2 separate regions of the Gasterosteus aculeatus genome follow, and region 2 is linked to region 1. Evidence: chromatin contacts called from public Hi-C data. All regions are on one chromosome and are shown on one strand. The core of a region is the stretch at or near the end of the contact, and the rest is flanking DNA. Distances in the headings are between cores, read along the strand shown. Region 1 overlaps macf1a (microtubule actin crosslinking factor 1a). Region 2 overlaps macf1a (microtubule actin crosslinking factor 1a).

Region 1 (3,040 bases), core at 300-2,799:
GGGAGCCTGAGGTTCATCTACGAGCTGCTCGGATGGGTGGAGGAGACGCAGGTCAGCAATGTAGCTGTGATATGAGAGTATACAGTACGAGATTATTTTCACTTTTGACTCCTTTGCTTGTCTTGGTTGTTCAATTGTGCATATGAAATGTTAACAGTTAGTTAGTCTATTATTCTATAAAAAGGGGAAAAAAAGCAGCAAATTCTCACATTTTCACCACCTTTTTCCAAAAAAATGTAATGTCTTACTCAAAAAAGCAGTAATCATTTTTTGTAAAGCATTATTATTTAATTATCCTATAATATAAAGTATGTAACTGCAAGAGATTAAAAAAACAAAACATGAATATTACCATGACAACATAAACGCTGTAAACATTCCAGTGGGATTAAAGAAGAAATATTTTTCTGCTCTCTGGAATCCAGGACCTTTTGGAGCGTGCCGAGTGGGGCGCCGACCTCCCCTCCGTAGAAAACAACCTCCAGGAGCACAACGCCGTACACGGCGCAGTGGAAGAGCTCATGAGCAGCCTGCAGGAGGCTCGGGCCTACGAGGTGCGCACACATCCTGCATGCACCAACACGGAGGTCTTTGGGCCCAGAGCCACGGGTTTGTGACGATGCTCTACTGTCCTCTGTTCCAGGCTAAAGTGTCCCCCAACTTCAAGAGCAGTTACTGTGAAACCCTGGCCAAGCTGGAGCACCAATACTGCAAACTACTGGTCAGTCTCTGAGCAAGAACCGTGTGTAAACTGTGTGTTTTAGTGGAAACACTTATTTGTCTCCCAGTTCATCCCCTTTAATCCCTTTATACCATGACGGGACTCTTCTGCCTCGTATGCTCTCTTTTTGCTCCTCTCCCCAAAGCCGCGCCCCTCCCCCCAAAGCCGCGCCCCTCCCCCAGTTTCCTTTGGTTTCTTTGTCCCTTCTTGCCTCCTAATATATTTCTGGTATTTTTGGTGAACCTCATTTGAGGTTTTACAGTTTTGTGTGCATGTGCGTATATCTGGATGCAAGTGCAAGTTAATATAATAATATACTAATTATACTATAATAAGAGTAGATGTATTGGTGATTAGCGAGACCATGAAACAATCTATGAATCATCCGGGAATTCACAAAATAACATTTTATGGAATAATGGGTTTTAATTAATATCGTTGTTATGAAAACACATGTGAAAATGATTTTAAAAAGGCCACAGCTCCTTTCTGTATCATACAAGTTTTTAAAGAGGGATTTATTCAGATATCATTTGGAGCCTGATTCATCCAAAAAACATGGATACATTATACATTTGAATTGCCCTCCTGAGTAATTGAGTGATCCATATACTCTCTGTGCTAAACTTTGACTAATATGTCGCCACGTTTCTCGTTGTCACGGTGATCTTTTCTATAATCCCTGCGAGCACGCCAAAACCACCTAACCAACAACCAGAGGGCAGAGGATGTTCTTAAAAAATGTTTTTATTCCTCTGCACTGCTGATCAGCGTGAGGATGATGTTTGTTTGTGTGGTTGCCATAGGAACATTCGTCGTGGCGCCTGCGGAGCTTGGAGAGCTTACACGCGTTTGTGGCGCACTGCACCGAGGAGCTGATCTGGCTCAACGAGAGGGAGGAGGAGGAGATCGCCTTCGACTGGAGCGACAACAACCCCGGCATGAACGCCAAGAGAGAGTTATACAGCGTGAGTGGGGGAGGCGCTCACACACAAGCATGCATACACAAAACATATGTTTTTTACACACACGGGTTGCGTTGACATGCACACAAGACAGGCTGGTGGCGTACAATAAAAAATGAGAAACCTGTAATCTAGTGTAACCACCCGTCTTTTCCTGTTCTGTTTGCAGGAAATGAGGTTAGAGCTGGATGAGAAACGAGATGTGATGCGGTCGCTGCAGGAAACGGCCAACCGGCTGTGTCAGGAGAACCATCCAGCCAAACAGACTGTGGAGGTGACTTTATTCTCTGAGACCGGATGACCTTTCAAGATGCTGCCTTTTGTTGGAGCACTTCAACCTGAAATACCCGGCTGTGTTTTGTTTCGTTGCATTCTTTAAATAAAAACTTTTCTATAAAAGTAAGTTTAAATAACTTCCTTTAATAAGTCAATAATATACTGTGGAGCCAAAACAAACACTCATGCCTTTAAGGTGCTTGATTAGGGAGCATATAAAGCATATAAATTACCTCTCAACATGGCGACGGAGCTTGCAGCTTACCGCATATTATGTAAATAAATGGTTAAATACTGAACTAGAATGTATATTCTTTTAATATACTATATATTATTTGTCATTGTGATGACTGGGAGTTGCCCTTCATGCTCCATGTTCCACTTTGCTTGTTCTCTGCCACCGCGGATCACTGCACAGTTGTAAAAAGAACCCAGTGCCAGACGCTGCCTGCCGACTCTGAATGTGTGGCAATCGACATCCCCGTTGATGCGTCGCAGCGACCCTTTTGAAGCTCCCTGTAGCTGCAGCGTGACCCCCCCCCCTCTCTGTGTGCTTTCAGGCGTACAGCGCAGCCCTGCAGACCCAGTGGCAGTGGGTGAACCAGCTGTGCATGTGTGTGGAGCAGCATCTCAAAGACAACACGGCGTACTTCCAGGTGAGGTGACAACTCACTCCTTGTTATCAGACCTGCGCACCAAATCACTCCTCTTCACCGTCCTCCACTGGCCCCCTCAGAGGCATAACGTCAAATATTCTTGTCTCCCGTGTCAGTTCATGGGCGATGCTCGGGACTGCGAGTCGTACCTGCGCCAGCTCCAGGAAACCATCAAGAGACAGTACACCTGTGACAGGAACAGCAGACTGAGCAAACTGGAGGACCTGCTGCAGGACTCGATGGTATCTGCCCCCCTTGACCAAATTCCAAGTAGAAATAATGAGCTTCCTCAATAGCGATGGTGCCCTTGAGCAAAGCACACAACTGTCAAATGTGTCAATGATGCAGTATCAGTTGATTGAAGTCTTTTATTCAGGACACTCAATCTGGGAAAGCACTTTCTTCTCATTATAAAAGGTTGG
Region 2 (3,040 bases), core at 365-2,864, 64 kb before region 1:
TATAAGAAATGCATTGGTCTGCTGTTAATTTGGCACTTTGCATATGAAGGTTAGTTGAACGGATATGGTTTATTTGGTTAATTTCTGCTAACCGTAGACTGTTGTTAACATTGTTTTGGCCAATCTACATTGCAAAGTAATTTCCCAAACATTTTGGAAGCAAATAGTTTACTTTTTAACCACACTGCATTCATTTGACAGCTTTAGTTAGTGTTGCATTGCACAGTATTCATATGAAAAATAAATAAAAACAAATAAATGCCAACATTTTGTTGCAGTGCAAGCAGTATCATTTGATTTTGATAGTAGAATTGTGCAAACTGTACTCAAGGAAATGGATCCAAACCATGTGTTGTGTTTCTGCCCTGATTTGTTTGCCTGCTTGTACGTTACCAGCTGTGTACTAATGTTATTGCCTGTATTATTGTCACAGCCGCCAATAATTATATAAAGAAAACGTATTGGCAGGAGATCCGCCATATTGGATTCTCCGTCTCATCAACGGTTCTCCGACAAATAGCTCATACAATCATTTAAAGTATTTCTCTTTAATTTAAAGTTTCAATTCTTCGTCTGCAACAGATGTCTAATAACAGCCGACAGAAAGACCAAACACCGAGTCACCTTCTTACTTTTAACAGAGAATTGATTCAGGAGGCCAACGCGAACCGCCATTCCCGCCGGTGTAACATAACGGAATTGACCCGCTCTTCATAATATAACCAATAATACGACACGTGGTGGGTGTGAATTGGTTTTATACGGTGCAGTTTAACGTTAATTGAATGATCATTTCAATCGGCCTGCCGACCGCCGAGCCGTGGTGACCATCTGGGGGCGCTCCAGCTCCATTTCCCCGGCAGCCTGTAAGCTAGCTGCCGCTACTTCACCGCCGGCTCCGGGGATTCCTGTGGCGGAGGTTCCTGGCGCGGCCGACAGAGAGAGATGGAAGACCGCCACTGCGGGGGAAAAGCCCGAGGAACCTGAGCAGACGCGAGACCGGGAGGGAGGGAGACGGAGGGAGAAACGAAGACGCGCACATTCGCACCGAGGCGGAGACCGCAAAGCCTGGGATAGAAGCGGCCATTACGGCGGGGAAGCACGCTGGAGCTCAGGCGGCTCGCCTCGGATCCGCAGGACGCCGACACAGCCCGGGATAGCGAGCCAGGGGAGCTCCGCTCATTTTGGGGACGGAAACGGACACACTGCCCCCCCCCTCTCCTCTAGGGACTCTCAGCTGGGGTGTGAGGGATTTACTCCTTCACACACACACAGGAGGAGCACAGCGCAGCAGTCACCGGGTGGACGCCGATATTAAAGGAGGGACTGGTCGGAGAAGCCCCGCCGGGTGATGCCGCTGTGTGTCCCGCACGCCGCGGCAATGGATAGAGCCTTTATGTAACCTTCATCCAAACACATTCCCACGTCGCCAGACTCCTGGCTTTTGTTGTCCTTTTGTATTGTCTTAAGTCCCCCCCCCCCGCAAGGATTATCTAAGCTCGGAAGTGAGGTACGAGGCTCTTTCTGTGCGTCAATGCATCGGATTCGTTAGTCCCTCGCAAGGTGGTGTTGTGTGGGACGCAGAGCGGAAGGAGCCGGAGTCACTGCGGTAGTCTGCAGGCCGACCCCCCCCCTCCACTCCACTGCCTGCCCGGCTCGCACATCCACCATGGCCGGGTTCACACCGGGGCTCTTGCCGACGAACCGGTCCCAGGAGAAGGAGTTCGCCCAGGCGTACGAGGACGTGTTGGAGCGATATAAAGGTAAAGGTGACACTTAAAAAAAAACAAAACATGTGCCTCATCTTCGTAAAAATGCATCCAGATTAAAATGTTACAGCCAATATAATGGTTTCACCGCTAAGCCCCAAATAAACAACTAATTTAAGTCCACGCTTAACTTATACTGTGTTCATAATGTCGCTCTGGGAACATTACAGGAATGCTGAGAGAATATGAAAATACTTTGGCTAAAAAGCCTTGAGGCGTGTGTCTGGAAGTTGATCTTCTGGCCGAAGCTTGTCTGCCGCTTTCATGACCTGGAGGGTTTCTCTGTTTGCATAAACCGAACAGAACAGGGCTCCGATCTGCATCTCCCGCTGATGTCTCCTCCACCCAACGCTTGTTTTGCCCTGTGTCCGCTGTTTGCCCTGTAAACAGGACGCTGACGTGTGTGTGTGTGTGTGTGTGTGTGTGTGTGTGTGTGTGTGTGTGTGTGTGTGTGTGTGTGTGTGTGTGTGTGTGTGTGTGTGTGTGAGATAATGGGGCCTCAGGCAGCCTCACTGATGTGATGTTGCTTTAAATGATTTATCATTATAATAAAGTCCTCCTTGAGGATCGTTTGTGTTATCGGCAAAGGTTCACATGATCTGCAGTTCTTCAGTCCCGACAATAAAGTATCCGTAAGACACGTGTAGGACCACAGAAGAAGAAGCAGTTTTCCGTGACAGCTTGTTATATCTTTGTTATGGGGACACGCTGCTGCTTTTTGGCCCTAAAATGAGGCTTCTGTTGAAGGGAAGTGAAAAAACGTGGCAAGATCTGGAACACATCTGGGCCAAACTATGCAGACTTCTTATCTGTATGTCCAGCGCAACGCATCTCTCGAGGGTCTTTGGCTCAAATAGTTTTTTCCTGCAGCAGGTGTGTTGCATGGCAGGGCATAAATGTTAACGTATCAGCTGTTAAACAGACCAGGTCTGTTTTATTGGCACACAGCGAGATGCATTTGATGTTTCTAATGATTAAGTGGTAAATGGGTCAGGGTTCCTCTGCAGGTAGTAGGACTTTTGGTCTTTTTTTGGCCTTTTGGACCCCTCAACACAGAACTGATCTTAGGTCAGTGATCGGAGTCCAGCGTTGTTGACATTACAATCAGTACTGGAGTTTGTAGGTCTGTAGATGTGTGGGTTTACTGCAGTCGGGAGGAGACCGTGAGCGACCCGACCCAGTAAACCAACCCTAAGCCCTGTCTGTTCCAGTAGGACGTCCTACGGTGAGGCTGCAGGTTTTCACCCCTCACGTCTCCTGCCCTTCGTCGG

The links. A called contact is a pair of places that touch in the nucleus more often than the background predicts.
Region 2: a contact with region 1 is called in a Hi-C map of skeletal muscle, with 6 times the contacts expected there. The contact joins two enhancer-like sites. A contact is called at or near these places in 3 of 6 Hi-C or Micro-C datasets (liver and skeletal muscle).

What each region holds. Positions count from the first base shown.
Region 1 is chr10:3,587,965-3,591,004 of fGasAcu3.hap1.1, reverse strand. macf1a (microtubule actin crosslinking factor 1a) reads left to right here. Exons shown (of 109, transcript XM_078080751.1): 16 at 1-51; 17 at 426-554; 18 at 644-721; 19 at 1,528-1,689; 20 at 1,856-1,960; 21 at 2,523-2,618; 22 at 2,735-2,860. Among protein-coding and RNA genes, the nearest start is that of macf1a, 78 kb to the left of the region's middle. Within about 2 kb of position 1,549, at least 3 of the 9 cell types and tissues checked have open chromatin away from gene starts, as enhancers often do.
Region 2 is chr10:3,651,720-3,654,759 of fGasAcu3.hap1.1, reverse strand. The region is part of intron 2 of macf1a (microtubule actin crosslinking factor 1a); the gene reads left to right. Among protein-coding and RNA genes, the nearest start is that of macf1a, 14 kb to the left of the region's middle. Within about 2 kb of position 1,614, at least 8 of the 9 cell types and tissues checked have open chromatin away from gene starts, as enhancers often do.